4 separate regions of the Mus musculus genome follow, and regions 2, 3 and 4 are each linked to region 1. Evidence: chromatin contacts called from public HiChIP or PLAC-seq and promoter capture Hi-C data. All regions are on one chromosome and are shown on one strand. Each heading gives the region's core, a stretch centred on a gene start, on an enhancer-like site or on the middle of the called end of the contact. The rest is flanking DNA. Distances are from core to core; before and after follow the strand shown. Region 1 holds the start of Slc41a1 (solute carrier family 41, member 1). Region 2 overlaps Ctse (cathepsin E). Region 3 holds the start of Ctse (cathepsin E). Region 4 holds the start of 4833413N01Rik (a long non-coding RNA gene).

What was found. HiChIP or PLAC-seq counts read pairs in DNA pulled down with a chosen protein or histone mark. Capture Hi-C pulls out chosen DNA fragments and counts their contacts.
Region 2: an HNF4G HiChIP or PLAC-seq map of pancreatic cancer cells shows a contact between it and region 1. The contact joins the enhancer-like site here to the promoter of Slc41a1 in region 1. A contact is called at or near these places in 1 of 484 Hi-C or Micro-C datasets (nephron progenitors), 1 of 115 datasets of contacts at active chromatin or transcription factors (pancreatic cancer cells) and 2 of 9 other capture datasets (adipose tissue and liver).
Region 3: a contact with region 1 is called in a promoter capture Hi-C map of adipose tissue. The contact joins the promoter of Ctse here to the promoter of Slc41a1 in region 1. A contact is called at or near these places in 2 of 39 promoter capture datasets (the HPC-7 cell line and macrophages), 1 of 484 Hi-C or Micro-C datasets (bone marrow-derived macrophages), 4 of 115 datasets of contacts at active chromatin or transcription factors (the 230-238 cell line, embryonic stem cells, large pre-B cells and 1 more) and 3 of 9 other capture datasets (adipose tissue, liver and pancreatic islet).
Region 4: a FOXA1 HiChIP or PLAC-seq map of pancreatic cancer cells shows a contact between it and region 1. The contact joins the promoter of 4833413N01Rik here to the promoter of Slc41a1 in region 1. A contact is called at or near these places in 5 of 39 promoter capture datasets (the 3T3-L1 cell line, liver and pre-B cells) and 1 of 115 datasets of contacts at active chromatin or transcription factors (pancreatic cancer cells).

The regions. Positions count from the first base shown.
Region 1 is chr1:131,824,140-131,830,757 of GRCm38.p6, reverse strand. It overlaps Slc41a1 (solute carrier family 41, member 1), which reads right to left and starts at 2,746. Exons shown (of 11, transcript NM_173865.3): 1 at 2,365-2,746; 2 at 1-747. The coding sequence starts at 136.
Region 2 is chr1:131,656,121-131,663,551 of GRCm38.p6, reverse strand. Ctse (cathepsin E) reads right to left here. Exons shown (of 10, transcript NM_007799.3): 2 at 1,486-1,676; 3 at 783-939; 4 at 124-241. The coding sequence starts at 1,556. Among named protein-coding and RNA genes, the nearest start is that of Ctse, 22 kb to the right of the region's middle. Within about 2 kb of position 5,326, at least 181 of the 459 cell types and tissues checked have an H3K27ac peak or open chromatin away from gene starts, as enhancers often do. A contact at or near this core is called in adipose tissue and pancreatic cancer cells, where this site is marked.
Region 3 is chr1:131,635,535-131,642,305 of GRCm38.p6, reverse strand. It overlaps Ctse (cathepsin E), which reads right to left and starts at 3,992. Exons shown (of 10, transcript NM_007799.3): 1 at 3,749-3,992.
Region 4 is chr1:132,072,667-132,079,398 of GRCm38.p6, reverse strand. It overlaps 4833413N01Rik (a long non-coding RNA gene), which reads right to left and starts at 1,872. Exons shown (of 2, transcript XR_878526.3): 1 at 1,837-1,872; 2 at 1-826.

The DNA of each region.
Region 1 (6,618 bases), core at 1,497-3,996:
CCACCCCATCAGGCCCCAGGAACTCTGAGGTCCCAGCCAAGGGCTCTCGCCCAGGGCCATCCGAAGAACAGGGAGAAGGAGTAGGGCCAGTACCATTCGGCTGGTGGATGTCCTTTGGCTCTGGCTTAGAGGACATGACAGGCAGGGAGGAGAGGAGGGGAGAATTTATTTATTTTTCTTTCTCTCTTCGACTCTGACTTGGGAAAGAACTTAGTCTTGGGGTGAACCCAGGCTTGATTGCCGCAAGACCTCTTCCCACGGCTCTCCACTCCTACCGGGCACTGTAAAAACTGATCTACCAAAAGACAGCCCCATCAAGCAATGCAGCCTGGAGCTGGAAGGAAACAAAGTCCTCACCAGATGCAGCAGCTGCCTCTATGGGTAGTGGGTGCCTGCTCCCAGCAGCTCTGTGTTGTGCCAGGGGCAATCTTTGGTTCTCAGTGGCCAGCTCCTCAGAGCAGGAGCAGAAGAGCTCAACCTGAGTCTGGAGTGCCTGATGCTGCAGCCCTCTCTTGGGAAAAGCTGAATGAGTTCAGATCGTTGAGAACGAAGCCTCAATCTGAGGCCAGGGTTTCTTCTCACTCCTGCTGGGTGGCTTCAGCTTCTCACAGCACCGTGGCTGGGCTCAGCTGGTCCCAGTGTCTGCTATCTTTCCTCTCTCTCCCAGAGATGTCTTCCCTTCTTGAGAGGATCTTGTACTTTCTCAGTTGCCTGGTCCTTAAAGTCACAAGAATTGGTGTGGAACACCTTACGTTGGGAGGAAGGACAAAAAGAAGAGGGGGGGGGGGGAGAATGAATGTTGGTACATAGCAAAAACCAGTTCCTACTAGGATGATCTGCAGAGCATGTGGTGTTACAGGGGTGGCTATTAGCTGTTCTTTTCCTGCTAGAATTACACTGTCCTGCCCCACTTCATGTCGAGATGCAGTGAGTTCTATTCCCAGCAGATTCCCAGCCAGCAAACCACCACCCAAAAGGAGGATGCTTCATAGGAGACCTTGGCATTGCCTCCTGAGCAACCTGGGGTGGGCAGGGATGTGATTAGTTGTTTTCTCGGATCTTGATAAGAACTCAGTATTACTTAAGTATAGTCCCTTATCAGTAAAGTTACAGATTCAGATGCAAACTCCCTACGCATTCACTCTTCTTGAGTGACTTATTACAAGACAGCAACAGCAAGACAGGGCAAACAGAGAGGCTGGTCATTGAGGGGAGCATCCCTAGACCTCTAATTGTCCTAGCCCCCTGCTGGGATGGGAGAGGAAGCCAGGAGAACTCCCCAGGCAACCGGGGCAGGGCAAGCCGGCCAAGACCAAGGCCAAGAACCAGAGGCCTCCTTCTTACTCTTGCCCTTGAAAGTCGAGTGTTACAGAAACCACAGGCTAAACCCTGGTCCAGGCTGCATTTACACTTCTCTCTATGCTAGATCCTGTGAGCCTGTCAGATAGGACCCGGCAGTTAACTAGATTGAAGAGACAGAGGGTGAAGCTACTGTTTATTCCTACATTTTTGGTTGCCTGGCCTTCCCCCTTTCCTCTCGGGTTACTGACAGCCAGACATGGTGTAACTCTTAAAAACAAAAATATCATCGGTAAAAGGTGTAGAAAGAGGAAAGAAAAACAAAGTCAGGCAAATCCAAGTGTCACAAGCTAATATGCATTTACTCCCAAATCATGTCTGTCTTTGCCTGCCCTGCTTTTCTTAGCTTAAAGGAATCCCCACGAATTGCCACCAACTTGTTGCATTTCACCAGCATGGCTCTCAATAGTAAAAAAAAAAAAAAAAAAAAATCCAGAGGGTTTTGCAGGTATGATGAACAGGCTGTTAGTATTCCAAACACTCACAATTAGTCAACTCCAGTTTGGTTAAGGCAGAATCAAACTCTAGGGCCCAAGTTATGAGTCTTCCACTAACTCGGTCACCAGCCAAGCCACCTTAACACAGCACCGTTGTTTTCAAAGATCCTCACTAGTCAGCCAAGAGGAAACACTCAGTCTGAGTCCACCGCCCCCGAGCCAGCAAAGTTTCTGAGTTCCTTCGCTAAAACCTGACTGCCCCCTCCCTCCCGTCTTTCTGGCAGGCCACTTTGACCTGGAAGGGGGCTAGCAAGGGGAGCAGGCCAGTCTCTCAACTACATCAGCAGTAAAGCCACTACCGATGGGCCTCAGGCTCTAGGAAGCCGCGTCTCCTTTCCAAGCGGGGATGGACAAAAAAGCCCGGTTTAGGTATCCCCAACTACAGGGGTGGGGAGGAGGAGTGCCTAGTTGATTTCCGCCGACTCCCGGCAACTCAAGACTGCAAAAGCACTGCGTCCTGGAGTCCCCCGCCCTCGTCTCCCTCCCTCCCAGACCCAACAACACTGACCTGCGCCTTGCTGGGGAGAAAGGGCGCCTGGAGAGTGGTAGCAGGGGCCCGCGGAATTGGGGGATGTAGGGTACCCCCTCTTCTCATCACTCCTCCCCCTCAGCCGTCCTCCTCGAGCCCCCGCGTGTTCCCCGCTACACCCCCAGGCAAGGCGAGCGTCCAACCGCGACACCCGGCTCGCTACATTTCGCTTCTGCCTTCCTGTGAGGCCGCCGCTCCGATTCCACGAGGGGAGGTGGCCTGGTGGGGGGCGATCAGGATATTCCGCCTCGGGCTGGTGTGGACCGGACTGGGCCTGAGATGCCGAGCTCGCTCGTCCCCAATCGCCTCTTGCCCGCGGACTTGGACAAGAGTGTTTGGCTGTGGGTGGCAAACGTGATCTGGGGCAGAGCGGGTGGTAACCCCCCTCCATCAAGAATAGAGTCAGGATGGACAACTGCATCAGCCAATCAGAGCAGGAAAAGGGGCGGGCCCCGCCCAGGCCCCGCCCATTTCCCCGGCGTTTCTTGAGCTGGGGGCGGGGTGAGGGGGAAAACGCAGCAGAGTGACGGGAACTCAGAATTGGAGGGTGTTGTGGGCTCGCGGTGCTCAAGCGCGGGCGGGTGCTGCGCTCCTGAGTTCCCACGGCCTCTCAAGGCGAGCGTTCTGCTACGCATGTACTCCTGAATCTTGACTATCTCTAGTGAGCCTCTGGGCCTTCCAGAAGACCCGAAACCACCCCTTTGAGCCGGCCAGCTGGCGATCGCCCGGGCCGCAGCAGCCATCGCGTGTTCCTTCTCCACGCCCAGTCCCTACCTTCTTCCTGGGCACAGTTCCTATTCATCAGGCTCCTCATCTCTCCTTCCAGGTTCCTTGTTCCTCTGGGCGACTGACCGAACCTTAATCTGCCTTAATAAAGTTCCAGCCTTGATAGGGGTGGGGATGGGCAGACTGGAGGGAAAATTTGGTAGACTCATGGCTGGGGCTACACACACCAATGAGGTAAGGGCGGAGGGGAGCGGGGGTTTCCTTTGACCCAATCGTGGCCCCGTGGGAGAGAAGTCTCCATCCCGGGCGAAATGAACGCCAACTTTCCCTGACGCACCTTGTGGAATCAAAGTGTTTTCATCCTCGCTTTTGCCACTTCCTCCCTGGGGTGTCTTCACTTCATCAATCCAAAATCAGTACCAGTTAGTTCTCTTTGGGTTGTTTTTGTGAAGGGGATGTGACCTCCCTATAAAGGAACTCCCATTTCCAGCCTTTCCCCCTTCATCGGTAGAGTCTATAACCAGAGGTTCCTTTCCTGTCACCTTCTTCCCTAGAAATGTTCCTTGGGGCAACTGAGCATTTTTCTAGACCATAGAGCCTATGACCAGAGGTTCCTTTCCTGTCACTTTCTTCCCTAGAAAGGTTCCTTGGGGCAATTGAGCATTTCTCTAGACCGTTGAATAAGGATAGGATGTATATAGGAGAGAAAAAGAGTGCTGGCTACTGAGCACACATGCTCAACAGCAACTGGAGAGGGCCATTCCTTTGGACAATGATAACAAATGTAGCCACAAAAACCTGTCCCCACCTGCTAATCCAGCAACCCCGGGCTCAGCTCCGCTGCTAGGATATCAAAGGTCTATATTTTTTAAGGGCCCAGCAAATGTCACTGTAGTTGAACTCCAATTTTGGTTTCACAGCCAAGTCTATGTTTGGATATGGAAGTTACTCCTAGATTGGGCAACACTAGGTCTTCGCCAGAAGGACCAGTTTTTGTGCACAATGAGTATAGATTGAGAGGAAAACTAAGACTGATTATATGGCTGCCTGAGTGTTGGCAGTCTTAGCCCTTGGGAGACAGAAGCAGGAGACTCTACAAATATGAGGTCGTCTGGGTCTACCAAGAGACAGTGCCTCATAGTTAGAGTTATACAGTTGAGACTCTGCCTCAAGGCCAAAAACTTTCATCCAATAGCAACTTAAAAACAAAATCTTTGTCCTTCTCTTATTTCCACCCCCATACTCTTTATCTACTTGAAAAGTTTTTCTTTTTAGTCGAAGTAAACTGAACATATGGGAAAGTGCGTAAAACCTAGAGTATGGACCACCAAATTATGGTACAGGGAACAGGCTGATGAAACCACCACCAAAAGGAAGAATTCAGTCATTACTGCCACCCCAGAAGCTCCCTTGGTCACTCTCTCACCCTCTTCCCTAGGGTGGCCTCTGTCTGACACTGTTCATTTTGTCTGTGAGCGCTTGGACTTTCTATAACAGAACCTCTCAGGAGGCACTACTATTCTGTGCTTAGTTTCTCTTACTCATACATCACACATGGTACCATTTGTTTTTTGTTTGTTTGTTTTGTTTTTCTTTTCCAGAGATGAGGACCGAACCCAGGGCCTTGCGCTTGCTAGGCAAGCGCTCTACCACTGAGCTAAATCCCCAACCCCAGTACCATTTGTTAATTCACCTTCATTGCAGCGTGATGTCACTAAGCGAGCACAGGGCAATTTGCATCCGTTGATGCAGATTTCAGTTGTTTCCAGGTATTGTTATTTTATGAATCTGCCATGGCATCTTTTTGTTTTTGAAACATAGTCTCTCTGTGTAGCCCTGGCTGACCTAGAATTCACTCTGCAGACCAGGCTGCCTCAAACTCCCAGAGATCTGCGTACCTCTGCTTCCATCTCTGCCTCTGCCTTCAAACATCGGGATTAAAAGCATGTGCCACCCAGCCTGAATTGGCACATTGGAACAGGGCTAGATCATAGGGCAGGCAAATGCTTAGCTTTAGGAAACACTACTAAACAATTTTCTGACGTGCTTTTTCTAATTTATATTCTTGCTAGAAATGCCTTATTGTTTCATAGCCTTATCAACACTGGTATCACCAATCTGAAAAGATTAAAGTTGTAGTCATTCAATTCTAGCACCTAAGAGCAGGCAGAGACAGGTTCATCTTTATGGGTTCAAGGCCAGGCTGGTCTACATAATAAGTTCCAGGCCCGTCAAGGCTACCATGATGAAACTCTGACTCATTTAAAAAAAAAAAAAAGAGTAGCGATTCTAGTGGGTATATAATGGTATTTCCTGTGGCTTAAATTTGTATTGCCCTGATAGCTAATGAGATTAAGCACCTTTCCTCCACATTTCTTTGCCATTTGGATCGTTTTTAAGTATTATCAACTTTCTACCTGGCTTTTTGACTTTTTTTTTAGGAGTTCATATATTTTGGATATGAGTCCTTCATTAGCTTTAGGTATTACAAATATTTCTTTAAGTCTGTGAGCGCAGAAGACATTCTTCTGGGATATCCTGAAGGGCCAGGATCACTGGGTCAGGATTATGGCCTTCATGTTTTAACCACTTCTGTACCTCTGGCACCTGGCACACAGTAAGCGCTCAGAAAATACGGCGAACGTCTGTTGGGAGATAGTCAGATCAGTAACTGGCCTTGATAGTATGATGGGTAATAGAGAGGAGACTGGCCTAGACACTGTGGCCGATGTTATGCTGATTCGTAGAGTTAGACAGCAAGAGAGCCCGGGGGAAGCACGCTTCCTTCCAGTCCAGCCACCTGTAACCTTGAGAAGAGGAAGACTCTTATCCTTTCTGTACCCAGAGAGCAGCTGCAGTCTATGAACTGAGAAACACAGATGTGGGGAGCAAAGGTCACAGATGAAAAGACAGGAATTAGCAGCAGGTAGCAAGCCAGCCAGATACTCCAGGCAAGACTCAGCCATGAGCGTCAGGAAGTGTCAGGAAGCCATAAATGTGGGTCTCTGAGCATTTTCATGACCCCTTTGTAAGACTTGGACTTCCATGTGCCCAAGGGGCTCACATGTTCCTCATCTGGCCTTACAGATGTGTCTACTGCTGAGCCAGTGAAACGGCTCAGTGAGAAAAGGCACTTGCTGATATAGTTCAACCCCTTAGGACCCATGGAAAGGTGGAAGGAAAGAACTGATTTTACAGAGTTGACCTCTGACCTCTATGTGCGTACCTGCTGCCCACATACTACTAATAATGAAAAATTAAGTTATGAAGTCTTTTTAAAATTAAAGTGTTATTTTTATTTAGCATTATGTGTGTATGTGTGCTGGTCTGTGGATGTGTGTGTGTGTGTGTGTGTGTGTGTGTGTGTATTCACATGCAGGTTGGAAGAAAACTGGGGCTGGAGTTACAGGTAGTTGTCAGCTGACGTGGGTGGTAGGGAAGGCTTCTTGGGTAAGCCTTTTCCAGTCTTGCTTGACACTTGTCTTAATTCACAGTTCATTTGCTATT
Region 2 (7,431 bases), core at 4,077-6,576, 170 kb after region 1:
AAACAGATATAGGAAGGGGAAGCCAGTATGGCAGGGAAGATAAGTGGAGAGAACCTGAGTCTCTCTATGCCACAAGGTACCATCTTAGCCTAGTGAGCTCCCGCCACTGCCAAGTTCACTTACTGCATGCTGGGCTGGTGCAGTACACAGAAGGGACCCAGAGGTTGGATGAACCGGTGTCAAAGATGACAGTGAAGTTCTGCGGCGGGGTGCCGATGGAGATGGTGCCAAAGTATTCCATCTGTAGGGAAGAGAGAGAGAGAGAGTGTGTGGGTGGAGTGGAGGGGAAGGGCACTAAATCATGAAGTACCACAAGCTACAATCTACAGAGCCCAGAAGAGGCAAGGCTGGAGGCAAAGGATGGAAGGAACAGAGCAAGGACCACCAGGGAGGAAACTGAGGATAGCCCAGGAAACTTGGGTCCATCCTTCTCTCATTATCCTGATCCTCACGATGTCATCAGGGACCTGGAGGTGTGGCAAACCAAGTTCTTTGCCCAGAGGAATAGCTAGTAAAATGCCCAGCTGGGCACACAGTAGGGGTCTTTCTTTTTGGAACACATATCATACTTATCTCTTTCCTCTTGAAGAAAGCTCTGCATACTGGGTCATTTAGAAGCCTGCTTTACAGAGTAGATAGAGACTGGGGGACTGTCTGAATCCTCCAAGCAAACAAATCCATGCCTGATCATAATGCCACCAATGCAGCACTGGCCCCTGCTGAAGGCCCCAGCCTTCCTCCCTACACCCAGTGTCCTCAGGCTTCAATTTGAGAAATCTTACATCCAGGTAGTTGATGAGGGGTTCATTGACACTCGAATACACATTACAGGACTCGCTGAGTCGGGTCATGTCCAAGTTATGAGACCTCCAGAATTCTGAGAGCTGTCCTTGGGCCCGTAGTTTCTTCCGAAGGGACTGATGTCTTCTGAGGGGCACTCTGGAGAAAGATCAGGAAATAAAGGGGCATTTATAAATAAAGGCTCCCATTGCCTCTATACCTGTTCAGAGCCTGACTACAGCAAGACCCAGGAGGGAACCTTCAAGACCAGAAGCAGCAATGGCTTTGTCTTGCAGACTCAGAATTTGGGTAGAAATGGCTTTCCCTCCTGGGCACTGGCCTTTTGAGATTTTCTAGGGAATGGGAGGTCAGACACAGTCTATAGTCTGATCATAAAGGGCTGACTTAAAGGGATGGAAGGACCCTGTGGATAGCAGTGCTCAGGCCCCCTTGGGAAAGTATTTGAAGGCTTGGAGTCACAAATCACATCTATGGAGCACACCTTTGAACAACAGAGGGGGAGTCCCTTGAGCTGAGGCAGGCACCTACACTGGAAGGAGAGGCCTGGGGAATCTTCTCTAGGGATTCCTGAGAGATCCCGGTTTCTTCTTTTCATTTCCTCATTAGCTTTCCTCCCCCGGGGCAGCCCTGGGTTGGGGTTGGGGGATGCCTCAATTGAACTTAGTGCTGGAGACAGGGCCTTACCTGTGCAGAGCACCTTGGGCCTGAGCCAGATCCAGGAGCAGCAGCAGCAGCAGCACAAGGAGGGGCTTCATTGTGGTCCAAGGGGTAGCTTCTCTCTCACTCTGCTCCGATCTCCCTTCCACCCTTCTCTCCTCTTGATCACAGGGCAGGGGCACTGGCTCTTCCTGGTGCCCAGACCTGCCCTGCCCAGTCTGAGGACCCAATGATAAGGTCTGGAGTCAATAGCCATGCCCAGAGTAAACACTATGTGTAATAGGACGTCCCTTGTCTGCCCCTGGGTCCCTTTCTTATGCTTGGGGAGCTAAGGGCAAAACCTCTGTGTGTGTGTGTGTGTGTGTGTGTGTGTGTGTGTGTGTGTGTGTGTATACACTCTCTGAAAATGAGGGTGTTGAGGTCTCAGCTTCTTTCAAGTTCTTTGGGCATGCAACATTGACTGTAAGAAACCCCATGTTTATTGTCTAGGTGTGCAAAAGTGAATGAGGGTCCCACCTTGTTGAACTGCTACTATGAATGTTCAGTTGAAGACTCGAGAAGGGCAGAAGCCAAAATGATATAAGTGTAGCATGATTGTGGCTCAAAACATTAGCCAGGCTTTTGTTCTCATATTTCATATTCTCCCTGCATTCCTCCAGAGGCTCTCAAAGCAACTTGTCTTACTCAGAGCAAACCAGTGCTTGCTCACCACAGGTCCTGGAGTGGGACAGTCTGGCTATTGATTTGCGGGGCAAGCTTTCCTGATTCTGGAAACCTGACGGATCTGGCTCTGGGGTTTGTATGGAAGGGAGTGAGGAGGCAAGGGAGGAGCCGAGACTGGAGCAAGTCTGTGTTGGTGTACCAGGGCTGCCATAACAATGTACCACAAGTCAGTGGCTTAAGCAGCATCTACTGTCTCATGATCCTAGAGGTTGGAAAGTCAAGTTTTCTTACCATCAACCCCACCCTGTGATTTTCCTTCTTCAACTTTCCTGACTTAAGAGAGGTAGGGGTGACAGGACGGAAAACCTTCTTGCCCCATCTTCTTAGTCAATGGCTTCTGAGCTGGGATGGGAACACCAGTCCCCCCAGGGAGCTCTGGTAATAAAATAATGGGGTGCCTGGGTTAGGGTTATCGCTGTCTGTGCCAGTTAGTGTTATGGCAAAGTGCCTGCACCTTGCCTTTTATCTCTGATGCCAGAGAAGCCAAAATTGGGTCTGAAGCCAGGCCGAACCTGTTGTGAGATCCAAATTATTGAAGAAACACCCAAAAAAGGAGGGAAATGCAAAACTGACTTTCCTTGTCCCCAAAGCCACCACACCTCTCTAGCATTTACGTTTCCTGGGAGCCCATCCTCTGACTGCCCACAAGGGTGAGGGGCCTGTCTGCTCCCTGAAGAACAGCACGCTGGAGGGGGGCTCGTCACTTGTCCAGAACCAAGCTCTGTCATGGTTGCTCACAGTTGCCTGACCAGACACCTCAGCAACAGCATCTGGGTTTTTAGGAAGGTTAAGTGCAAAAAACAAGGAATGTGGACACACTGAAAACACTTTAACACATCCCATGGTCAGGATACGGTCACTGAGAAAACCTTGGGCTGGAAGAGTGCCTCCAGGTCCTCAAGACCAATCCACTTGCACAGCAGATGGGAACATGGTCAGCGAGAGCTCAAGTGATCTCCAATGGCACAGGTCATTAGGGCTGGGCTAGGGTGACCCAGGCTTCTTAACTGCTAGTCCAGGGCTCTTTCTGCATACATCACTGAGCTATTGATGCCAGCATACCTAAGCCTCTCCTTCTCCATCTCTGACCTTGCCCCATCTGTTTATTAAATGTGTAGGGTTAGGTTAGACCATGTTTAAATGAGACCTGGGCAACTATGAGTTACTTGACCCTGAGGAGGAAGACTCAGTCTGCCTGTCTGTTAATAGGGTCTGCTGAGCTTGGGAAAGTCTGAGAAAGATTGATAGCAGGCCTGTAGGGACTTTTATCAGAGCTGATGGGCTCTGTCCTTTCTGGAAACACCAGGAACCTCACCTAACCTGGCTCACTGGATCCTCCCAGACTGAAACGGAAAACTACTGTGGACCATTGTTAAGGATGGTGCGAGCCATTTCTGGATCAAAAGCCCCTAAGCATTTGAGGGTCTATGTGTGTGTGAGACCTCTGGGAAAAATCATAGAGAACATTAGAAATTGGCACATGGGGCAAAGGACACAATGTAGGCAGCCATCCAGTCTCAGCACGTGCAAAGGAGCCTCGACAAGAGGGCTCTCCAGGAATGGCTGGCTGCATGCAGAGGTTTGACAGTTCCCAGAATGTGGGGAAGCTGTTGGTGGTGACACGTGACATTACCTAATTAGCTTCTCTTTTTATAGTTTCAGATTGACAAGGATAAAATAATGACAGGGGCAGCTGCACAGTGCTATATGGGAGTCAGCTGGTCTGGTGTGGGATACATGCTGGCTCCTTATGGCAGGGAGCTACACTCCAGGAGCCCCTGTCTCCATCTCTGGCAATAGCATCAGCTCAAAATGACCCTGACAAGGAGTTAAGAAAATGTCCTAACCTCTTTCTGCTCAGAGCCGAGGGATAAAGGAAAATCCACTGTGCAGTAGGTGGCAAGGCATAGAGAGACTGGCCCAGGATGCTTGGATCCACCTAGTTTTGCCCTAACTGACCACCTGGCCATAAAGCAATTTCTTTCAGAACTTCATGTCCTCATGTCTAAAATGAAGAGGTTAAATTGAATAATGAGAACAAGAGACAGTGGGGAGGGCGTAGCTGTGTCTCAGATGCTATGTTAAAGGACTTAGAAGTATTTCTTCAGACCTCACGCCAATCCTTCGAGGATATTTAAAGCCGTTTCACACGTGAGGAAATGGAGACCCAGGATGGCTCCCGTGCCAGTGCTGTAACCCCATTCCAAACCCAGGTTGGCCTAACTTTAAAGCTGATGTTCCTAACCATGGCACTGTACTAAAGGATCCAGAGTAGGGGTTCTTAACCCCTTTAGGAGCCATACATCTGCATATCAGATATTTACGTTGTAATTCATAACACCATGATTTCTAACAGCAGGAAAATTACAATTATGAAATGATAATGAAAAAGAATTTTATGGTTGGGGGTCACCACAACACAAGAAACTATATTAAGGGGTCCCAACATTAGGGAGGTTGAGAACCACTCTTCTAGAGGGTCTTATGTTCTAGAACCCCTTTCTGAAAGAGGGAGATAGAGAAGCTAAAGAAAGAGGGAGAGATTAATTTCTGCCATGGCAGATGTTTTGCAAGGTTGGAAGAATAAAAGGTATGTACAGGGCCTGGTGTGGTAACAAATGTTCTCATTCACGTTCATAAAGATGTGCTTGTTCTTTGAGACATGGTCTCACTGCATACCCAAGGTACCCAGTATGTGTCTCCTCATTATGTGTTTTTAAAACTATTCTTTGTCTTGCCTTCAATAAAATGCTCAGGAAGACTCACTACTGTATTTCTTGTAGGTGCAAAAATTACATCTGCAAACCTCTCTGAATTATGAAAAAAGCAAAACTACTCCTTCATCTGTCTAATGCAGAAACAGAGAACTTGGCAGGAAACACATTTTTTGCACAGCTTTGTTTTCTTTGTTTTTTTTTCCCAAGACGCCCATTCTCGTGCAACTGGAAATCAGAAGACTCTGACCTCCCCAGCATCTCCCCATGTCACGAACTCAGTCAATTTGAGTTATTACTACAACCACCACCAGTTGTATTCTGGGACATTGGTTTTTAGACCAGAAATTGAGCAGCGTCGCCAGTAGAGGGCGCAGGCACCATGGAGGTTTCCTGCCCGATGCTTCCGCGACCTGCCAGCACGCGCATGCGTGCCATCCTTCTTGCACAGTGACTTACAGGCTTGAATGTAGACAAAGCAGCGTTTGAGTCCTACCAAACGGCTTGTGATTTTTTTTTTTTTTTTGAGTTTCAGATTCTTCAGTTATAAAAGAGGAAGTGTGTGCAGGACATGGTGGAGCACCCCTGTGGATCTGCTGCAAGTATGAGGGCAGTCTGGTTTACATAGCAAGCTGCAGGCCAGCCAGAGTTACACAGTGAGATGCTATCTGAGTCAGGGAGGGAGGGCCATCTACAGGAGAAAATCACATTCAAAAGAGCGATTAAGATTATGTCTGTTTCAAGATGCTGAGACAGGCATCTGATTAGATTCAACAAACTCCCCTGTGGAAAAGCCTCCAAATGGAGGTCTTGGCAGACATCGGTTATTTATTTACAGGCTGGGGTGCATAATCTCGCTTATCTAATTTCAGAAAAAGGATCACTGAGGCCCCTCTATTTTTCAGTAGGCACAATTCAGGTGTAGGTATCTCAGCGTTGTCTAACTAACCTTAAACATCAAGGTAACCATAGGCTTATGTATTTAAATGTCTGGTCCCCAGCTGGCAGATTTTTTAGGGAGGATTAAGTGTGGCTTTGTTGAAGGAGGTGTGTCACTGGGGGGTGGGAGTGGGCTTTGAGTTTTCACTTCAAAGTCAAATCAGTGAGGTGCAATAAGGCAAGTTGTGCCCTCTGAGTGAACTTTTGGGAAAAAAATTATTTACCTTCTTATGTTTATGCATAGTTGGGCATACATATGATTAACATTAGATGCATTATGGGAAGAGACACGCATAGTGAGCAAAGGCTTTATGTAATTGAAGCTGTCAATCAAAATTATCTGACATACCCCTTAGTAAACAGAGTCCTCTTCCTTCATCCCGTAAAGGAAGTACTCACTTGTTCACCTAGATAGCTTACGGTCATTCTTTTTAAAATTCATGTATTTATTTATTTATTTATTCATTTATTCATTTATTTATTAGTGTGTGTGTGTGTGTGTGTGTGTGTGTGTATGTGTGTACGTGTGTCTGTGTGTTTGTGTGTGATGTCCATATATGCCTTAGCTTGCTTGTAGACGTCTGGCTTGAGGAAGTTGGATTTTTCCTTCCACTATGTGGGTAGCAAGGATCAAACTCAAGTCATCAATAAGGCTTGGCAGCAAGCACCTTTAAGCGCTGAGCCATCTTGCCAGCCCCTGTAATTCCAGTACCTGGGGGCAGGTATCTTTAATAGATCATCTGGGCTACCAGGTGTGCCTGTGCAATGTTGTTAAGATAAATATATCTCCAAGGCATTGTTTGCTCTACTTTTTCAAATGAAGAAACTGATGTTCAGAAAACTCCAGTAGCCATACCACTAGAGGGTCCAAACGCAAACATGTGGCTCCGTTTTGCATTTGAGTCTGCACTGCCTCTCCCGCTATTGGTACATCTGCTATGCCTGCATCTGGATTGGGAAGAAGAACCTAAAGTGTCGAAGAGTTTGAGACGGTGGGGAAGCAGCTAGTTGGGGTCTGAGAGCACTGGCTCACCTTCTAGTCCTGCACCATCCCTAGCTTACTAAGCCTGGGACAAATAACTTCCCACCTCTGGAGACAAAAAAAAACCTTTACAATTTGTGGTCGTACTGTTGAGTGGGGAATCACATTTGGTCCCTAATTCTTTACCACTAGAATTAGAGAAAGTTTTTCTCAATAAGAATATGTTAAACAATAACAAAAAACGATGTGGTAGGGTATATGAGGTAGCCAAATAGGTGAAAGTTATTGCTGCTTAGCCCGAGGACCTGAGTTCAGTTCCCAGGTCCTACATAGCGCAAAGAGGGAACTGATTCCCTCAAATTACCCTCTGACCTCCACACAAGCACTGTGGCATGGGTGTGTACTACCCCTTCTCCCAATAAATAAATTTTATAAACAGCAGCAACCTGGTGTTGTGAGCTGGTAGTCCAGCTATTTGAGGAGCTGAGACAGGAATATAGAAAGATCAAGGCCTGCTGGTTACTTAATCGGACCCTGTATCCAAATGAAAAATGGAAAGGTGGGGTTGGGACTACAGTTCAGTGGTTGGGTACTTACCAAGCATGCCCAAGGCCC
Region 3 (6,771 bases), core at 2,743-5,242, 190 kb after region 1:
CCAGGGAGTGGAGAGGTCTGGTGAGGTTGGGGTGTGGGGACATCCCCTTGGAGATGGGGGAAGAGGAATGGGAAGAGGAACAGTTGAAGGGCAGACCAGGAGGAAGATAATTACTGAACTGTTAAAAAAAAAAAAGACTAAAGAGTAAAAAAACAAAAACAAACAAACAAACAAACAAAACCAGATAGTGTTACTTCCAATATGGTGTGTGTGTGTCTGATACTGATTTTTTTGAACTGTAGAAGGGCTAGTCATATGACTAAATGAGTTTTCTTTTTCTAGTACTTTCTATCTTGGAGAAGTTGATAGCAATGTCAAGAGGTTGACATTTGTTCAGCATGGACAATACATATTCTGCTTTTATCAAATAGGTAAAAAAAAAAAAGATTTTTTTCCCTAAGTTTCTCAACCTTGGTGTTTTGGAAGACATTCTGTACATCAGCACTTAGGTTCTGCTTATGGTAACGTTTACAGAGTAGAGGTAAGTCTCGCGGGGAAAACACATGCCTAGCATGCACACCGAAGGCCCTGGTTCAATCCCTAATACCGAACGAAACGAAACAAAAGAAACGAAACGAAACGTAATGAAACAAAACAAAACAAAACTCCAACTAACAAAAGCCAAAACACAAAAGCCGTGATGTTTAAGTTGTCATAGATTCGTACTTAAATATTACAGCAAATTAAAGCAGAGAAACCGGGAGGGTATGGGGGACTTTTGGGATAGCACTGGAAATGTAAATGAAGAACATACCTAATAAAATAAATAAATAAAGCAGAGAAACCCTATTTATTAAGTATACATTTTCAACGGTAGCTTTGGCTTGTGTTTAAGAATCTATATACTTATTAATGTTGACGCTTCCTAGAAGGATGTCCCCATGCCACTGATGACTTTAAAGTCACAATGGTTTCAAGTAGATCCTCTGTCCTTCTATCTCCAATTTTTTATTTGACTACTCTGTTTTCAAGGCTTAGCTCAAGTCCGGCAGACATGATAGAATTCACTAACGTCCCCACAGCTTTTTGATATATTATTTTGTGCAGCCTCAGAATCTTTGGGAAACTTATGTCAAAATCTCTTATGACTGCTACACTTGTTTTCAGCTGTGTGTCCCTGTTCTATCAAATGCTATAGCCTAGGTTTGGTTCTTTTTGTTGATAATCTAGTAAAAATTTGTATAATCATCCTCCAGATATATATTTTTACTATGGAAAAAATTGTGTTTTTTAAAATTTATATAGCTAAGGTAATGAATTGTTCCATCGGCATAGGAGACAAACCACAGTGGTATTTAGCATTTCTTATAGTATTAAAGGTGATTTTGGTCAATAAATTTGGTGTATGCAATTGATTTTTTTTTTTTAGTCCAGAATGTATGGGTTATTTAGTGTTTGTATTTGTTTTCTGGACTAATATTCTATTATAATGCTATGGATTTTCTATAATATTCATAAATGAAGAAAATTCCCATTGAAATGTTTGTGGTCTTCTTCCTCTCCTCCTCCTCCTCCTCCTCCTCTCCCTCCTCCCAGTTCTCCTCTTCCTCATCCTCTCTCTTTTTCTTTTTGGTGTCCTTGGGGATGTACAGCTCTGATACAGCGCTCTACTACAAAGCGACATTCTCAACCTTACTTAACTCATTTTGAGACAGGGCCTCTGCAAGTTGCTCAAATGGACCTTCAACTCCTTCTATAACCTGGGCCTTCCTTGGCCTTCACAGCTGCAACTACAGGTTTGTACCAGCAAGCCTGACTCCAGACTTTCTGAGATACTCTTTGGGATGACAGATGTTGTCTTGTCCACAAGAGATTTGTGTTTGTGTGGATAACAGTAGCAGGCCAATTTTCCTTATCAGATAGAATCTGGTTATTAGGAAATAGATATTTCAAAGTCACATTTAAAATTTTAAACTGTTGATGTTTTATTTCAGTTTCTTGTTTACTGGGAAAAAAGTGCTAAATTCTCTTTACCTTTGACTCTTTCTAGTTTTCAGCTGATTGATTTTCCATTGTTGTTGTCAAGGAGATGGTAAAAGCTTAGACCTCTTTGAAAACTCATAATGTAAGAAACAGTTTCTACGTGATTTGTTACCAAACTGTCTGAAAAAATTAATTGCTTATTCTATTTCCCAGACTTTTAACCTGTATTATTCATAGAGCAAAGACTTCTTCCTTGAGGGAACTTCACCAAGGGCACTCGCAGGACGGGTATTTCCACAAAGTGGCCGAGGACAGTCTAGCTTTTGTTGAAAGTCTCAGTGATTGTTGAGAATGAGACCCACAAGTGAATTCACTTTCTGCTCCTGTTTCTAGGACATACCCATGTCAGCAGCTACCAGATTCAATACTTTCTTTGCACAGTCTATCTTGTTCCCTTCATTTAGTCAATAATTCAAATAGTTTTATTTCACTTCTTTCCCCAGACAGATTTTTCATTTTCTGTTTTGAGTCTAACATTTTTTCCTTATGTTTCTTGAAAGAAACAACATAAATCTTATATATATATATATATATATATATATATATAGAGTATATAATGTAAAAATATATTATATATAAATAAATAGAATATATTGTATATTATATACAATGTATATACTAGTGCACATATAATATATAATGTATAATATGTGTATATAATATATAATTAAGATATTATATATAATTAATGTACATATATAAGAGTTTATATTAGAATTTATTTTTAATTTTAAAATGATTTTGTTTTTATGTGCATTGGTGTCTTGCCTGCATGTGTGTCTGTGTACCATGCATGTGCCTGGTATTCAGGGAGGCTAGAAGAGGGTCTTGGGTCCCCTGGAACTTGAGTTACAGATGGTTTGAGCTGCCATATATGTGCTGGGAATTCAACTCAAGTTCTCTAGAAGAGCAGCCAGTGTTCACCATGGAGCCCTCCTTCCAGTTCCCTCTCGAGTTTATAACAGAAATGAGTAATATGCTATGAAATTTTTGCCAGTAGGTTTTTTTGTTTTGTTTTGTTTTGTTTTGTTTTTAAGAGAGTGCCTCACTGTGTTCTGACGAGCCTGGAACTCGATATGTAGACCAGGGTGGTCTTGAACTCACAGAGATCCACCTGCCTCTGCCTCCCAAGTGCTGGAATCAAAGGTGTGTAGCTCCACACCTGGATCAGCAGTTATCTTTGTCCTGAAGAAATTTCCTTTAGCAACGCATTATTAACAGCTATAATGCAATTAGCAGCTCATGTACAGTACACTCTAATTTAGAAATAACATGCAGATGTAGAACATTATATAAACATTAATGACAGTAAGTCATGCCATAATAAAAGTCTTACACACACACACACACACACACACACAGAGAGAGAGAGAGAGAGAGAGAGAGAGAGAGAGAGAGTTAAATCAGGAACTGAAAGGCACCGTTCAGACAATATGACTTCTATTGCAAAACCTCCGATTTCATCAGTACACAAATAGTAGTAGGGATTTTAAAACCATCTAAATAAAGAGTGGAGGGCAGCTTGACCTACCTAGTGAGACCATGTCTCAAAAAATCAACCAAGCAAATAAAACAAAAACTTCAAAGTCCTACGCAAAGCTCCCCGTAGGAAAATCAATCTTACAAACCAAGCAAATGGCAGCCTTCTTAGGAGGTGCTCACTTTTACCTGTGAGGAAATTATCATAATAAATGGATTTTTGTTAACTAAAGCATGAGATTGTCATTTCCCAGAAAAATTTGTAACAAGATTATAAACCACTTACCTTTGAAGTTACCGGATATAACCCAAAATGTCAAGAATTTCGTTTTCTTGTAGTAAGTGGATGGGTTGGGCTCCGAAGCTGAGCTCTGTGTGGAAACCCCGTTTTGTTGTTTGCTAACTCCGACTTTAAGCAACTCTTATCTCTTGGCCACCTCAGCTGCAAATGGAGATAACCACGCCTGATCTTTCTAACCGCTTCTGGAGTCACACAGGGCATCTGCAGTTCTGAGGAACAAATGAAGTTGTGAGACGGGCATACAGTTTTTTGGCACTTACAGGAAGTGTGCCTGCTCTTTCAAATAAACAGGAAACAGACTTTAAAGTCAAGTAAAGGAAGGTAGGCATGGTGGTGCATGTCTCTAATTCCCCTGTGTGAGAGGTGGATACAGACATATCAGGAATTTGGGGCCAGCCTCAGCTACATACTGACTCGAGGCTAGCCTGTGGTACATGAGACCTTGTCTCCATAAAAATAAAATAAATAAAGGATGTGCAGAGGCAGTAGAGGACATTATTTCCATAAACACAAGATTGTTTTTTGTTGAGCCAGCTGTGGCCAGGTGCCAAGGTCACAGTGGAGACCACAATGCTCACAGCCAGATGTTCTTCGAACTCCAAATATCAAAGCAACCATTGACTGTTTGTAAATGAGCTACCACATGAATTGAACATGTCAAAGCCTTCTTTAAGACAACTTCAGTCAATAAATGGGCTCCATAATCAACTTCAAGAGACACAGGAGATTTATTTGGAGAAATGAAATTTTGCGGGTAACAACCAGAAAGATGTTCTTGGTTTTTTTTTTTAAAAGATTTATTTATTTATTATATGTAAGTACACTGTAGCTGTCTTCAGACACACCAGAAGAGGGCGTCAAATCTCATTACGGATGGTTGTGAGCCACCATGTGGTTGCTGGGATTTGAACTCAGGACCTTTGGAAGAGCAGTCAGTGCTCTTATCCACCGAGCCATCTCGCCAGCCGGTTTTGTTTTGTTTTGTTTTGTTTTGTTTTGTTATTGTTGTTGTTGTTGTTTTCCAAGACAGGGCTTCTCTGTATAGCCCTGGCTGTCCTGAAACTCACTTTGTAGACCAGGCTGGCCTCAAACTCAGAAATCTGCCTGCCTCTGCCTCCCAAGTGCTGGGATTAAAGGCGTGTGCCACCACTGCCTGGCCAGAAAGATGTTCAAGCTTCAGAAGTGGTGAAGTGTTTCATCACACGGAGCTGAGAAGGCATGCCCAAGTACCTCTGCTCTGCTCCAAATCCTCTAGGAGCACCTCTGCAGCCACCCTGAGGAAAGAAAGGTGACAGCACCCCAGTGACAGCATCCCAGGTGACAGTCCTGCCCTTCACTCACTCACAGGGCATTTACTGAGGACCCGTTACATCCCAGGCACTGACTAGGTACTGGGGACATAAGTCAGACTGGACAAGATCTCAGGCCACACAGGACTTTTGAAATCTGCTTTGTGAATTGTCCTGGTCACACTGTGTCTACTCAGGTTCTGCCCCCTCCCCACCTTTATTTTATTTTATTTTATTTTATTTTATTTTAATTTTTTATCCTGGGTGACATGATGAGGCCCATTTCTTACCAGTGATTTCAGATGCTCACTGAAGGAGAAAGGACTCTATGGCCTGTTAGCATGCCTGTGTGCCTAGAACCCTCTTACCTGGAACAGGCCAAGGTAACAAAGGCAAGTGCCTCCTCTTGTCATCACAGTTGGAAACAACTGTTCCAGTCTTTGGAAGACAGGAGGAGGAGGATTATGAGTTCAAGGCCAGTCTGGAGAGAAGAGATGGCTTGTAGCTCCTCTCTGATCCAATAGTGCTTCCTTTACAGTGTTTGATTTCTTACTCTGGAACAAACAGCCAAGGTACATATTTTACCAAAGCAGACCTGGCCCCCAGGTTCTCCCAGCATTCCTCAAATCCTACCTGGCATACCCTATCCCCAACCTTAAACTTTCTAGCCCAGGGGCTAGAAAGCCTCAGAGTCTCTTTGCTATATGATCCAGACATTTTTCTTTTTTTTTATTGGATATTTTATTTACATTTCAAATGTTATCCCCTTTCCCTATCCCCCCCAGAAGCCCCCTATCCCATTCTCTCCTCCTGCTTCTATGAGAGTGTACCTCCACCCACCTATCCACTCCTGCCTCCCTGCCCTCACATTCCCCTACACTGGGACATTGAGCCTTCACCAAGGGCCTTTTCTCCCATTGATGCCTGAAAAGGCCATCCTCTGTTACACATAAGGCTGGAGCCGTGGGTCCCTCTATGTATATGCCTTGGTTGGTGGTTTAGACCCTGGGACCTCTGGTTGGTTGCGTTTCCTTGATGACTAAGAATGTTGAACATTTCCTTAGGTGATTCTTGACCATTAGAGTTTCCTCAGTTGAGAGTTCCTTGTTTAGCTCTGTACCCCATTTTTAATAGGGTTATTTGATTGTCTGGAGTCTAACTTCTTGAGTTCTTTGTATATATTGGATGTTAGCCCTCTATTGGATATAGGATTGGTAAAGATCTTTTCCCAATCTGTTGGTTGCCATTTTGTCCTATTGACAGTGTCCTTTGCCTTACAGAAGCTTTGCAATTTTATGAGGTCCCACTTGCCAATTCTTGATCTTAGAGCATAAGCCATTGGTGTTCTGTTCAGGAACTTTTCCCTGTGCCCATGTTTTCGAGGCTCTTTTCTCTTCTGTTAGTTTCAGTGTTTTTTTTTTTTTTTTTTTTTTTTGTGGAGGTCCTTGATCAACTTGGACTTGAGCTTTGTACAAGGAGATAAGAATGGATCGTTTTGTATTCTTCTATATGCTAACCAACAGTTGAACCAGCATCATTTGTTGAAAATGCTGTCTTTTTTCCACTGGATTGTTTTAACTCCTTTGTCAACGATCAAGTGACCATAGGTGTGTGGGTTCATTTCTGGGTCTTCAATTTTATTCCATTGATCTTCCTGCCAGTCTCTGTACCAACACCATTCAGTTTTTATCACTATTACTCTGTGGTACAGCTTGAGGT
Region 4 (6,732 bases), core at 623-3,122, 250 kb before region 1:
GCCCCCAGGGCTAGTGGTGACATTCAGTGGTGATGTAGGTCACCTAGGATGGATCCCTAGCAATACAAAAACAAAAGTTAATGTAAAACTACAGAGCAGGACCAGCAAGATGGCTCATGTGGTAAGGACATTGGTGCCCTGGACTTATGTGCTGGAGGGAAATTTGAATGTGATGTAGTATATAATACTTGTAATAGAATTAAACAAGCTCAGAGATAGTATTTAGAGAATAGATTGTTAGCATCTATCAAAAAAAATTTTTTTTTAAAAAATGAACAGAATAGAGAGCTTATAGTCCCTCATGAGGAAAAGCTAGTACCGGAGCTCAACACAGGAGAGTGGAGGTGGGACCTGAAGCAGAGCCATGCAGAACACTGCTTTTGGCTTTCTCAGCCTGCTTGGCTGGCTTGGACCAAGCTGGTCTCAAACTCACCTCTAGATGCCTGCTGCTGCCTCCTAAATGCTGGGATAAAGATATGTATACCTGTGCACAGCCTTCAGCTTGCTTTTGCATCCGACCCAGGACCACCTGCCCAGGGGTGGCATCACCCATAGACTGTCCCCTCGCACAACCTTCATCAGTTAAGAAAATGTCTCGTAGACTTGCCTGCAGACCAGTCTGGTGGAGGGATTTTCTCAGCTGAGGTTCCCTCTTCCCAGATGATCTTAGCTTGTGACAAATAGACCAAAAAAAAAAAAAAATACGGAACACAGTATGTGTGTATTGAAATATCACAGCATATGGCATGGATGTGACAGTTGTGCAGAAGTTGAAGTTGTTCACATGCAGAGATAAAGTCCTTCAGAAGTCATTCAGGAGCACCTCCTAAGAGATAATAAGCATAGAAGGCACTGAGCCATACAGAACACAAGGCAGATGAACATGAAAAGCCCTGAGATACCACTGTTCCCCAATAGGATAGTTAACATTAACATGACCCTAAAGGACAAATGTTGAGAAGGCTGTGGGAACATTAGTAAACCAGGACAATCTTCCCACTAGCACAGCCACTGTGAAAAGGCATGGTGGCATCTGCATAGCATTCTGACCTAGCAACTCCATTTCTGGGCATAGAGTCAAAAAAAATGAGAGCCACCACCCACCAAAAGACAAAACATGGGTGTTCAGAAGAACCTATTTGTTGTGGATTCTATTTGAAAATAGTCTGAATATCTATCAAACTGGGGGCAGGGAACCTCACTCTGAAGACCAGGCTGGCCTTGAACTCTCAGAGATCAGCTCTACATGGTGCGTCCACAGAAGAAGCTATTCCTTGGCAATGAAAAGGAACCAGACACAGACACTCTCTCACAGACATCATTGAACAGGTGTTCTGGTGCTTTTTGGGTGGTCTCTAGAAATATCCTAGACCTTGATCTGATCAGAGGTCACAGGGATGTGTCCACATGTCAAAATTCACAATGTTGGGCTTTTTTTTTTTTTTAATACTTACACATTAAAATGTATGCAAGTTTAACTTCCTTTAAAAAGTAAATAAGCTTAAGTGTGTAACTCTGTGGAAGAGAGCTTGCCAAGTACATACAAGACCCTGGGATCACTGGGTGATGGTCGCACACACCTTTAATCTCAGCACGTAGGAGTCAGAGGCAGGTGGATCTCTGTAAGTTCAGGGCCAGCCTAGTATACAGAATGATTTCCAGGACATCCAGGGCTACACAGAGAAATCCTATCTTGAAAAACAAAACAAAAAACAAGAACAAGTTTTTAGAACAGAATAAGCTTGCTTGTCAGGTGTCTTAGTTAGGGTTTTACTGCTGTGAACAGACACCAAGACAACTCTTATAAAGGACAACATTTAATTGTGGCTGGCTTACAGTTTCAGAGGTTCAGTCCATTATCATCAAGGTGGGAGCACAGCAGCATCCAGGCAGGCATGGAGCAGGAGGAGCTGAGAGTTCTACATCTTGTTCAGAAGGCAGCAAGGAGAAGACTGATTTCCAGGCAGCGAGGAGGAGGGTCTCTCAAAGCCCATCCCCTCTAACAAGGCTGCACCTCCTAATAGTGCCACTCCCTGGGCCAAGCATCTTCAAATCACCACATCAGAATTTCCAGAATAAAGGTAGGAATGGTGATATATGCCTATAATCCCACGACTCTGGAGGCTGAAGCAGGAGGATCTTGAGTTTGAGGCAGTTCTGGGCTACACTACAAAATCTCATCTCAAAAACAAATGAACAAAACCAAAGCCCAGGGGTGGAGATGTCGCTCAGTTGGTCAGTACTGGCCTAGTATGCATGAAACCCTGAATTCCATTCCCAGCACCTTATAACCCCACACACCTATAACCCCAAAACTGGGATCCAGGCCTCTTGCTCAAACAAACAAGCCAAACAAAATAACCATGACAAAACCACCTACACACTAGACTTTCCAGAATAAAAGAGACCATTGTTAGGAGCCCTGAGAGCATCATTTTAGAAGTCACTGGCCATCAGAGCACCCCTCAGAGGTTAGGTGATACAGGACTCTACGGTAAATGAACGGCTGCAGGGTGTGAGAGCTGCCTGAGAATCAGAATCTCTGGTGTTTTCAAAGAGCAATGGGTACTGTTGAGAAGTCTATGGGAGGCAAACTTCCTCCTCATAGCTGCAAACCACTGACTATAAACCCCAGCCACCCCCCAAGCCTCTGAAGGCTGCTTAGACACTGCCACTGAGTCTCATCTTGTTTCTCTCCCAGCAAGACTTAGCATCTACATTTCTAGCAAGTTCTTCAGACATATTTTCGCTGCTAGGCCTCGCTTGTGTTTTGCCAAGCCAGGAGGGCTGTTTGTGTATGGTTGAATTCACGGGGGATTGCTGGAGATTGCTGGGGATGTAGTAGGGCAGAGTGCTAGCCTAGCACACACAAAGCCTTAGGTTCAGTCCTCAGCATTGTTTACACCAAGTTTGGTGGCGCATGCCTGCAACTCTAGTGTTCAGGAGGTGGAAGCCAGAAGGTCAGAAGTTCAAAGTCATTCTCTGTTACCTGTTGGGGAGAAGTGGGAGGGGGAGATAAACACAAACTAGAAGGACTGGCTTCTCACATCCCATCCGAGAAAGGATTTCTGTTCCCTAATGAATGAATATATATATATATTTTTTCTTCATCCCCTCCCCCCCAAAACGAATTTATGGGGACTGGCGCCTATGCTGCCTTCTGTTGACATTTTCTCTCTGTAGGAGTCACAACTCTCGCCATTTTAGGACACTGGGTCTCCATTCCTGCAGATGAGACCCCTCTGGCCACAATCCTGGACACATTCAGGCTGTGACTGCAGGGCTTGGGGTGGAATTCTGCTTTCCAATGGGAGATCACATGGGACAATGTCAGAAGTCCTTTGGACTCTCCAAGCTGGGCTGGCTGCTGCTGGTTTTCACACTGGCACATACTAAGCACCAGTGAAACGCCAGGTCCCGTACAAAGGCTCTCCAGGGTGGTTTCCTTTTCTCTAAGGTAGTTTCCCACTCATCTCTCCTCTTCCCACCCCTCCTGTCCTCCTTGGCACCCGTGGTGACTACACCCTCCCCTTTGCAGGCAGGCTGGGCACGTGGACCTCACGTGGATGTTTTGTAACAGAGGCTCTCTGCGCACGCACCTGTGCAAAGGACCTGCCTCTGCTCTATTCGAGCTCATGTGTGGGAAGGTGGCCCAGCTATCAAGGTAATGCTCTTGGCAAACAAGCTATTTCACCTGCCCTGTGCCAACCCCAACCACCCCTCCCCCCCACAGCCTACCAAAGCTCCACACTGCTGCCACAAGGGCAGTGACGTGGCCGTGGCGATGGCTGTACTGAAGGCGGTGGAGGGGTGACATCATGCTTCAGGTTGCCCACAGGAATGGCAGAGTGTTCTGACTGACCTTGAACTGCAGACTTCTTAGTGCTGTTCCAGGCAGACCTGAGACTCTGCAGGGCTTCGGAGTTGCTTAGGTGATCCCGCCAAGCATAATGGCAGGCCCAAGCCCAGTGACAACCCCCTAAGCTGGGGGCATCAGTTGGTTTCTCCTAGTATATTATTTTACCTTGGAGGTTTTCAATTCTAACCAGATCAAGCTGGACAGTGTGGATTTACACACTAAGGAATCTGGAAGCAATGAGGGGCATAAAGGAGAGTGACAAGGGTGTGGTCAGTTTTCCCCCTCCCACTGACCTCTCCCACCCCTGTGTAAAGGACTGCAGGTTGAAGAAAAACGTTCGGTTATGCTCAGAATTTCAGTATGGTGAAGAACTGGGAGATCCAGGCACTCAGCAAGAACCAAACTCCATGTCCTTGTCCTTGAAGAGCATCAGTGAACAAGAATGATGATAGACCACCAGCCCTGGATAGTCAGGATAGTCAGAGGAGCTTCGGAATCGGTGGCTATTGGAAAAGAACAGGCTAAGCTCCAAGCTAGAACCCCTTCATTCCTGTGTAATATTTTCTCCCAGGTTTTTTACATTTTGGGGAGAGGAATGCCCCAAATACCTCCTTAGAACTTGTAAGAGATGGGAGAGGGTGGCAACTCTCTTCCAATTTTTAAGAAGAAAATCATAGGTGAGGTCTTTAATGAGACCTTTGATGAGACTACAGATGAAACCCGAGACCTTACCCACTTTAGGCACTGCTCTATCAATGAGCTACACCCACTAGTCTTAAGAATGGACATTTAAATACACAACAGAACTGGTGCAGTGGTTTAGCAGGTAAAGGTGCTTGCTGACAAGTCTGAAGACCCGGGTTCTATCCCTGTAGCCCACATGGCAGAAGAAGAAAATTGATCCTTGTTAGTTGTCCCCTGACTTTCGCACATGCACAGCGGCATGTGGCATCCTTCCCCCCTAATCAATTAATATGTTTAAACATACGACATAATGAAAATGTGCAAGTGCTTCTAATCCTCATACTTGAGATGCTGATACAGAACAATTGCTATGAGTTCCATAGCCTCTGAGTCTATCAAAAGAAACCCAGACCTGTCTTAAACAAAACGAGAAAAAGAAGGAAACCCAGAACAGCCTCTGTTCCTAGAGAACTAGTTTTAGTTGAGAGATAAGGTATAGAAATATAAAACCAAAGTTGTAAAGAAGTTGTGCAAATAGCAGCTCCTGGGTGTTTATACAGTTCTCACGGTCCTGTGCACAGGCGCGGCATCCTGGGAAGGGAGGCAGAGAGTCGGGCCAGGAAACTAGAACTTGGGTTACTGCCCTGGAGCCCAAGAACTCAGGGGACAGTTCTGAAGGCTGGAAGCTGCTTGCTCCCTGTGGAGGCCACCGGCAGCAGCAGGACCAGCCCTGGATGAGAGTAGACTCAGAAGATGTGCAGGGCGCAGGGGGAGCTGGCAAAATTTATTTGGGGAAAGTCGCCCGAAGGAGTCTGAGGTTGAAATTACCATGAGACTAGCTTTGGTAGGGCTGCAGGGAGGGCCATTTTGTTTGATGATTTCTATTTAATTTCCCATTTTGTGTAGTTATTTTAGTGTGTTGGGAGTGTGGTCACGTATGTGCCTCTTACAGGAGTCAGTTCTCTTCTCCCACCACCTGTGTCCCAAAACCAACTTCTCAGGCTTGGCAGTAAGTGCCCTCACCCACTGAGCCGTCTCTCCAGCTCCCCAGTTTCTTTCTTTCTTTCTTTCTTTCTTTCTTTCTTTTTTTTTCTTTTTTTTTTTTTTTTTTTTTTTTTTTTTTTTTTTTGGTTTCTTCGAGACAGGGTTTCTCTGTGTAGCCCTGGCTGTCCTGGAACTCACTTTGTTGACCAGGCTGGCCTCGAACTCAGAAATCTCTCTGCCTCCCGAGTGCTGGGATTAAAGGCCTGTGCCACCATGCCCAGCTTGTTTTTCGAGACAGGGTTTCTCTGTATAGCCCTGGCTGTCCTGATACTCACTTTGTAGACCAGGCTGGCCTCGAACTCAGAAATCCGCCTGCCTCTGCCTCCCCGGTGCTGGGATTAAAGGCTTGCGCCACCACACCCGGCGGCTTGTTTCTTTTTTAAAAGACTTTTTAAAATTATTATTTGGTTTTTCAAGACAGGGTTTCTCTGTAAACAGCCCTGGCTCTCCTGGAACTAGCTCTGTAGACCAGGCTGGCCTCGTCGAACTCAAAGGATCCCCAGTGCTGGGACTAAAAGGCATGCACCACCATGCCTGGGTTAATTTATATTGTAGTGTACGGATGTTTTGACTGTATATATGTCTGCACAATGCTTGTGTGCCCACTGTCTGCTGAGGCCAGAAGAGAGGGTGAAACTGGTCCCAGATGGTGGTGAGCTGCCATGTGAGTGCTGGAAAACAAACCCTAGGTCCTCTGGAAGAGCGGCCAGTGCTCTTAACCACTGAACCATCTCTCCAGCACCCCCTCCCCCAAGGGTTTTTATTTTAAATGCACAAAAGGGCACACCTTGACATTCTAAGTGACCATCTCAGCCTAAAACATTTATTATCTTCTTTTTGGAAAAAAAAAGTATTACCATACATTAGTTATATATGATAACGGGCTTCATGATTACATTTTTATAGCTGTACATGATGTGATTTGATCATATTCAGCCTCCATATTATCCTCTCTTGCCCTCCTCTCACTTCCACAGACCCCTTTCTTCTTCCCAATCAGACTTCCGTGTACTTTCATATTGTGTGTGTATATGTGTGCGCGTGTCTGTGTGTGAGTGAGTGCATATGTGTGTGTGTGTGTCTGTGAGTGTGTGTGTATATGTGTGTAAGTGTATCTGTCTGTGTGTGAGTATGTCTGTTTGGGT